3 separate regions of the Macaca mulatta genome follow, and all the other regions are linked to region 1. Evidence: chromatin contacts called from public Hi-C data. All regions are on one chromosome and are shown on one strand. The core of a region is the stretch at or near the end of the contact, and the rest is flanking DNA. Distances in the headings are between cores, read along the strand shown.

Region 1 (2,696 bases), core at 105-2,604:
TGTATTTTTTGTGTCATGCAAACCCAGTTTGGGTCTCTCTCCCTCTCCCCATAAACCCCTGTATCCCAGGTTTCAGCATATGGAGCTAACTCAATGACCCATCCCATAACTTGTTGCAGTCCATCTCTGGTGATGGCCCCTCTCTGGGGTATCACCTGGGTTTCGGCCTCAAGCACACGCAGGCGCCGGCTGGCAGAAGACAGCAGGGTCTCAAGCTCCAGCTGCAGGGTGTCCAGCTCCTCGATGCCGATGCCATCATCCTCGGATCGCGCCAGCACTGCCGTGTAGCGGGGACAGACCTTCAGGTGATCCACAGACTTGAAGTCATGGAACTGCAAGGGGCAGTCTTTCAACTCACTCATGGCCCAGGATATGGGGATCCTGTGGGGCTGGAGAGGACAGGGCCATTGATGGGAGACAAAGGGGTCTGAGAAAAGCCCAAGGGCTTCTTACCTCCAGGGACAGTCTCAAGCAAGCCAGGCTTCAGTCCCTTACTGACAAAATTGATGGCACAGTTCCTACTCACAGGGCACTTAACTGTGTACCAAGCTAGGCGCAAAGCACTTTATCAGCTTATCTCACTTAATTTCTCACTCAGCACCATGAACAAGGACCGTTGTGATCTCTTTACAGAGAAAGAAACTGAGACTCTGTAAGGGTGGGTATGTGCCTATGCTTCCAAGATGCAATTTGAACCCCGCTATATTGAGTCTGCACCCCTGATCACCATGCTATATTACTATGCATTGCCTTGCCTTTCTGATGCTCTTTCCTTCCCTTCTATTTCTCTTGGGTTCTGCTAAGACTTTGAGTTCCAAGCACCCCATTCTTACCATGTTCTCTGGGACTCTTGGCCTCTTTTCTTATCCTACTCCACCTTTCTCCCTTCTCTAGTCACTAATAGTGGTTTAGAACGTGGGCTGGTAAGCCAGACAGACCCGGGTTCAAGTCCAGGCTTTACCATTCTCTACTTATGTGCCCCGAACATGTTGTTTAACCTTTTTGAGTCTCAGTTTTTCCATCTGTAAAATGGGAACAAAAGAAGTCTCGGTCTGTTTCCCCATTAAAAGTCTGAATCTGAAAAATGGGGATAACAACGGTACCTACCTCCCTGGGATGTTCTGAGGATTAAGAGATGATGCCCGTCAAGAGCCCAGTTCAGTGTCTGGCACAGAAATGGGACTATTTAATGGCTGGCCCCGCCCGGGGGTCGTCCAAATGTCCCGCCTTCAGAGTCCTCGTTCTCTAGGGACACCCTAGCGCGACCCCCGCCCCCTCTACCTCCTCACTGCGGCCTCCTACGGCCCCAGGGCCGCGGGAGGGGGCGGGGAGTTCCGGTCGACGGGAGCAACCGCCCCGGAACTGGCTATGGGCGGGCCCCTTGCAGTTGACGCGGGGGCGGGGAGTCAGCGAGGGCGAGCCTACTGAAGTTTGCCGGGGGTGGGGAGAAGGTGGGCCTCGAGCAAGCCCGCTAGAGGTGGGGTGCGGGTGGTTGGCCTCAGGCGCGCCCCAGGGCATAGCCCGGGGCGGGAGGCGGGAGGCGGGGCTTGGCGGCGGAGATCTCGGCGCTGCAGTTAGCGCCGCTGAGCCCCAGGAGCTGCGGGTAGGAGGGGCGAGAGAAAGGATGGGGGCACAGAACCGGAAGAAACGAAGGGCTCCTCCGCTTCAGCTTGTCCTAATTTGGTGCCCAATCTGAAGCTGGGCTGTACCATTGCATACCTGGGGGGAGGCTGTGGCAAAGGTAACAAGAAGGCCGAAGGCACAAAGGGGAGCTGCTCCCATTCCTGGAGAAGCTTAAGTAGTGACTCGAGTGCAAGAGTTTAAAGATACCGAGACAGCCCTAGGTGGAAAACTTCCGGAAGGGCCAAGCGTTCGCAAGGGTTCCCTATCCCGCTCAGAGCATAGATGGTACCATCCGGAAGTCCGGGCGGAGACAGAGGCTGCGCTTCTCGCGAAAGGGCAGGCATCGCGGGGCTGGCCACTTCCGTACTTCCGCTTTCCGGCCCAGCCAGCGCCCGCGATGGTGAGAGAGCCGGGCCCCCGGCCAGGGACCCCCAGCTGTTCAGCCTCAGGGCAGTGGGTCGGTGGGAGATGTGGCTTTGCCGCAGGGGCGCGGGGCTGAGGGATGCCCGGGGGTTGTGGGGACACCATGAGGGTGGGAGAAAGAGGGCGGGGGCCCGAGGTGAGGAAGGGGCGAGTAGGGGTACTCCCTGGTTTGAAGCGGGCCTTGCGGCTTCGTGATCAGCCTTCCAAGCAGGTAGGGGCTTTTACTGAGCCCTGGAGGAAGCTGGAAGTGGGGCTTCCTAGGCTCTTTGGAGCGTTTCGAGGGTACGTAGTCGGCCTCTTAGCCCGTCGAAGGGCCGCTGAGGCATGTAGCGGGTCCATCTGCCTGTCCACAGTAGAGCTTCACTAAATACGCCCTTTGTCTTCTGCCTTCCTGACCCTACAGTTGCTTAAGGCAGGCGGCCACACTTCCTTATCCCACTCTTGGTACCTCCAGCCCTGCTTCCACCCCACTGGAGGATCTCTCGTGTTGCTTCCATTCAGGCCCCTCCTGGTCAGAACTGAACTGTGTCAGCCCTAGTGTTTGTTAGCTGTGATACTGCTCATCCCTCCCTTCCTGAAAGTCCTCCCTTTTTCATACATGTGGGTATTCTTGGGAGTTGTGACTTTGGATGACCACCTCCCTCATCGTC
Region 2 (2,696 bases), core at 89-2,588, 62 kb before region 1:
TACACATAAGGAAACTGAGGCTCTGAGAGGATGAATCATTTGTTTAAGAGAATTCATCAGTTTGACTTCAGATTCCAAGATCTTAATCAGCAAACCTCTTCCTGGCATGTCGATTTTATTGGGATGGTTTTTAGAAAACAGACATTTTAGTGGGTCAAATGCAAAGTTTGCATTAAGATAAGAGAGAAGCTTTCAGATGCTTTGGACTTTGTCGCAGAACCCTAGAAGACCCTTTCACGCTCCTCTTTGATGACAAAACTGGAGTATTATTTAAGGATGTCTCCCCTGCCATCCAAGTTCTCTGAAACCCTCAAGAGCTAGCAATAGAATTTTCGAGCTCTGTTTTACAAATAAGGAACTTGAAGAACTGAACTTGCCCACGTTCACATTGCTAGGAGGTGGCCCACTCACATTAAATCAGCTGTTTTGGCACCATCTTCCAACCAGCAACCCGCAGCACATCCGTGCCAACCCACAGAGTTCCCGCCGCTTTACCAGACACAAGCCCTTTCACACCCACCGGCCCCAAACCAGCCCCTTCTCTCAGACCCATACCTTTTCTCTAGCACCTCTCCTTTACTTTTTCCGAGTTTCTTCCCTTTCCTTCTGTCACGCCCCGTTATCCCTAATCGGTCCCGCCCTTTCCACACAGCTCCGCCCGCTGCCTTCCCAAGCCTCGCCTACTCCCTTCAGCCTCGCGTCGTTTTTTCCAACTCTGTTCTTTATTTCTAGTCCAGCTCCACTTTCCAGACTCGTCCAAAGCTCCGCCCTTTCTCTCATGAGTACTCCTCTTCTGTTTAACCCCACTTTTTACCTCGCTATTCTAACAGGGCCCCCGCTGTACAGTAGCCCCGCCCCCTCCTCACAAGCCCCGCCCCACAGACCCGTCTAATTTCCAGCCCCGCCCCGGTCCTACCCACAACTCCCGGTCCCTTAGGCTCCAGCTCCCATCCCTCTTGCTCCCGGCCCTGCCCCCAGTCCCGCCCCGTGACTCTGGCCCCGCCTCACCGCCTTCCTCCGAGACCAAGGCCAGGTCCCTCCCGCAGCCGCGGCGCCAGCAGGAGGCAGGGAGCGGAGAGGGAGGAGGCAGAGGGGGAGGGGAGAAGGGCGGGCTCCTCACCCCCAGCCCCGCGCTCACCGTCCGTGGCTGCAGATTCGCCACAAACCGCCCGACGACCCCGGATCCCGAATACGGTGACTTCAGTCTCCAGAAACTCCACTCTAAAATGAGAGAGCTAGAGAAGCCCTGTGGGGCGTCCAGGGTCCTTTCTGAATCCCAGAGAACGGTCTTTCGAGCCTCAGCAGGCGGGCGGGGATCCGTGGCGAAAGTGCAACTCAGCAGCGCCGCGGAGCCACGTTTACCCTGCGCAGACGCCGTCGCCGCCGCTGCTGCCGCCGCCGCTGCCACAGCCTTTGCCGCCACGGTCTCCGCCGCCGCTGTCCTCGCGCTGCCTCTGGGAGCCTCCATTGTTCCAGCGGCGCCCGGTCCCGAGACCGGGCATCCTAAGGGCTCGCGAAACGGGCGGCTGCCGACGGAGTTGAGACCCCAGGGCGCCGGCGGGACCGGGAGCGGCAGGGGTCAGCGCAAGAATCCCGGGGAGCCGGGACCAAAGCGTGGGGCGGCAGGGGGCCGAGGTGGCGAGGTCTAAGGTCTCCGGAGTTGGGGCTCCCCCTTCCCGGCCCGACTTTCCCCGCCGGCCTCCCCAAGTGGGGTCGGAGCCCCGGCGGGCGCCCCCGGCGATGAGCCCGGACTCGAGGTGGCCGGTGAGTGCGGGCCTGGGACCAGGGCGGGAGTGGCCGGCAGGGAAGGGGTAGGCTACGTTCGTGGGGCGCGCACTGAGCCGCGTGGCCCGGGAGCCTCTCTGGCAACTCCAGCTGGGAGAACTGACAGTGCATTGCTTCCCAGCAGGCATCCCGGGGCAACAGTATGTCTTTCGGGGCTGCTCTGGCCAGTGGCAGGAGGGGAGCCTTGTTTCACTTGTTACACTTCCACAAAGGGGAAACGCCGCCGCATCCGGAGAGTGGGCTGCGGGCACTGCCGGGGCCCAGCCCTATCCCTCCGGCCCCCGCCCCCTACTTCCTCCAGCCCCCTGAGCTTCTGGGGCAGATGCAGCCGCCATTCTCCTTGGGCCCTCCCCACGGGCTTTCTGGTCACAGTTCTCGTCTCCGTCGCCTGTGCCTCTGCTGCCGGGTTCCAAGGGGAGATTGCCGGATTCACTGTGCTGCTTTGGGAGCCATTCACCCGGGACCCAGCTTGGAAAGAGGAGAGCTTGTTTGTGCTTCGGTTGGTTTGTGTTTAAAGACACAGCCGCAGGTAGGAAGTAGAAGAGAGTTGCAGTTGGACGTGTAGCGTTACTGATGTGATAGTCAGGAGCTGTTGACAGAAGAGCTGGAGCAGCCCACTTGCCTGGTTAAGGCACAGGTGGAGAGGCCAAGAGGGGTTATTTTGTCAGGGAGCTCATGATAGCCCTGCCCTGCTGGGATGGTGCCAAGCCCCTAGCTGAATTGTTGAACTCAACTAGGCCGAGAGAAATTGGGGCAGTCTCTGACCAAGCTGGGCTTCCTGAGGCCTGGTGCCATCTGCTGTCTACACTCACCCAGGAATGTTGGGGAGGGGGAAGGGAGGGCCCCTGCGGACCACCGTGGAGCTGAGCATGCCTAGATTGTCGCGTTCGTGTTTGTACCCTTAGGGTCTG
Region 3 (2,696 bases), core at 52-2,551, 44 kb before region 1:
AGGAACAGTCACAGGAAAAAGGGGCGGCCCAGAGCTTGCAGCCACTGAGGAGTGGCACTGACACAATGATGGCATTGGTCTGATGTTGATTCCATGCTCACGGTACACTCTGCTAGGTCTCTGGCTGGGATATAAGGGTCAATCCGCTGCAGATGTTGCTCTTTAAGAACTTGCAGTCTGGGCAGGGTGCAGTGGCTCACGCCTGTAATCCCAACACTTCAAGAGGCCGAGGCGGCTAGATCACGAGGTCAAGAGATCGAGACCATCCTGGCCAAGATGTGAAACCCCATCTCTACTAAAAATACAAAAATTAGCTGGGCGTGGTGGTGCACGCCTGTAGTCCCAGCAACTTGGGAGGCTGAAGCAGGAGAATCGCTTGAACCCGGGAGGCGGAGGTTGCAGTGAGCCCAGATCGCACCATCACACTCCAGCCCGGGCGACAGGGTGAGACTCCGTCTCAAAAAAAAACCTGCAGCCTGACAGTTAAGATACAGCAACCCCAAATCCCTATGCTAGAAGGTGAGAATGGCCCAGTAAAGTTCGTATCTCTTAGCTCCCTGCTTTTTCACATCATTCGCCAGAAGGGAAGACATTACATAATCCATCCTCCTGCTCCAGGCGGCTGGACGAGGCTGGCTGCCTCAGGGCCATACACTGGGACTTGGACTCAACCTGATGGGCTTCTGGGCCCAGCCCCAGACAAACCCCCGGCACAGGCCCTATTCTGAGGAAAGCATGAGCAGATGGAGTATGGAAGGAATGAATGCCCAAAACTGCAGGCAGCAGCTGTGGCGGCCGGCGGGACAATCCGAGGAGACGCCTCTGAAGTCCTGAGGTCTCAGAGGACGCCTAAAGGTCTTGAAGGGGACAAACTTAGCGGGCGGGCGCAAAAGAGAATACTCTGGAGACACTTCCCGAGGGCTCTAGGGCCTGAGCTGTGCTCGCTCCAGTTCTTGGTGAAGATAGGGTTCGTGGGAGGCGGCCCAAGGAGGGCGAACGCCTAAGACTGGAAAGGCTCAGGGGAGAACGGCTCTCGGAGGACAGGCTGGGAAAGGACGTGGCTCTGAAGACGGACAGCCCTGAGGAACCGCGGGGCGCCCGGATGGAACTCGTTAGCCCGGATGGAACTCGTTAGTGCAGACAATCCCGGTGGGGGAAAGGCCAACAGCGGGCAGACAGCCCAGTGCGCGCCAACAGCGCGGGCGCCTCGGAACGGCCCGCCCACCCTGATTTCTCATTGGCGCCTCCCACTTCCTCCTCGGATTGGCTACCTCTAGGTCAAATACGCAGTGCTTGAGCACTACTTCCGGTGGTGGCGTGGTCGGCCACTGGAGAACTCAGAAGAACACAGCTGTGCGCGCCCAGAGGCTCGGGGGGCGGGAGAGGATAAGTCGGAAGGAGGAGGCGGGACCTACACCTCAGGAAAGCCGGAGGATTGGGGCACGAAGCGGGGCTTTGATGACCCGCAAAGGGCGAGGCATGCAGGAGGTGGAGGAATTAAGTGAAACGAGGAAGGTCGTTAATCAGGACCCTGTGGGCTAGGCCTTAAGGGGCATGGTCCTTGTCTGGGCGGGGTCTTTGGGCGCCGACTAGGCCTGGTTCTGGGTGGGCGGGGCTGCTGTGGGCGGCTCCTGCTGTGGAAATGCCGGCCCGCGCGCTTCTGCCCAGGCGCATGGGGCATCGTACTCTAGCCTCCGCTCCTGCCCTGTGGGCCTCTATCCCGTGCCCTCGCTCTGAGCTGCGCCTGGACCTGGTTCTGCCTTCTGGACAGTCCTTCCGGTGAGTGACTGCGCCTGGGAAGCCCGTCCCCTGGGACTGGCTCCTGCAGCCTCAGCACTGCCCGGCATGGGGTACAAAGGAATTTGGGGGGTGATGGAAGAAACCCCGGGGTACAAAAGAGGAAACAAGCACGGGTGGCCAGGCTGTTCCCTTTAATATGTCTGTGCAGTGATATTGTAAGGATTTAGCGGTATAACCGATGCAGAAGATAACAGTACTTGTTTTTCTTTTTTTGAGACAGTGTCTCACTCTATTGCTCAGGTAGGAATGCAGAGGCCCATTCCAGCCTCGACCCCCGGGCGCAGCCTCCCGAGTAGCTGGGAATACAGGTGTGTGCCATGCCCGGCTAAATTTTTGTATTTTTTGTAGAGGTGAGGTTTCACCATGTTGCCCAGACTGGAAGATAGCACTTTTACTTGTATCAGTTTTGTACATGGAGCGATTGTAGGATGGGAGGGACCCCAAAGGGTGCAAGAAAGGAAATTGAGTGCCAGGGTTGTCGTGTGCCTGGGGCTTAGGTGGAGGGAGCAAAGTCCTGCACACTGGAGTGGTGTACTAGCGGATCAAGTATGGACACTGACTCAGACTGAGGAGCAGCTCCACTGCACTGTGTACCGAGGAGACAAGAGCCAGCCTGGCAGGCCCACACCAGACGAGCTGGAGGCCGTGCGCAAGTACTTCCAGCTAGATGTCACCCTGGCTCAACTGTATCACCACTGGGGTTCTGTGGACTCCCACTTCCAAGAGGTGGCTCAGAAATTCCAAGGTGAGTACAGGACCTGGGCTGGGGTTAGGGTTCTTGGACATAAGTTACTTCTCTATGACTCAGTTTTACCACCTGTAAAATGGGGATTATATCTACTTCATAGGCTTTTATGAAGATTTAAGGAACTAATACATGTAAAGTGCTTAGAATA

The links. Hi-C and Micro-C count contacts between places; a contact is called where the count stands out from the background.
Region 2: a contact with region 1 is called in a Hi-C map of CD4 T cells, with 2.2 times the contacts expected there. The contact joins the promoter of BRPF1 here to the promoter of TADA3 in region 1. A contact is called at or near these places in 2 of 14 Hi-C or Micro-C datasets (CD4 T cells and liver).
Region 3: a Hi-C map of fetal cortex germinal zone shows a contact between it and region 1, with 1.8 times the contacts expected there. The contact joins the promoter of OGG1 here to the promoter of TADA3 in region 1. A contact is called at or near these places in 2 of 14 Hi-C or Micro-C datasets (blood and fetal cortex germinal zone).

What each region holds. Positions count from the first base shown.
Region 1 is chr2:148,577,650-148,580,345 of T2T-MMU8v2.0, forward strand. TADA3 (transcriptional adaptor 3) reads right to left here and starts at 1,355. Exons shown (of 9, transcript NM_001266137.1): 1 at 1,108-1,355; 2 at 156-389. The coding sequence starts at 362. It overlaps ARPC4 (actin related protein 2/3 complex subunit 4), which reads left to right and starts at 1,408. Exons shown (of 6, transcript XM_028844403.2): 1 at 1,408-1,451.
Region 2 is chr2:148,515,291-148,517,986 of T2T-MMU8v2.0, forward strand. It overlaps BRPF1 (bromodomain and PHD finger containing 1), which reads left to right and starts at 1,339. Exons shown (of 13, transcript XM_077993359.1): 1 at 1,339-1,764.
Region 3 is chr2:148,533,431-148,536,126 of T2T-MMU8v2.0, forward strand. OGG1 (8-oxoguanine DNA glycosylase) reads left to right here and starts at 1,302. Exons shown (of 7, transcript NM_001434454.1): 1 at 1,302-1,779; 2 at 2,298-2,545. The coding sequence starts at 1,643.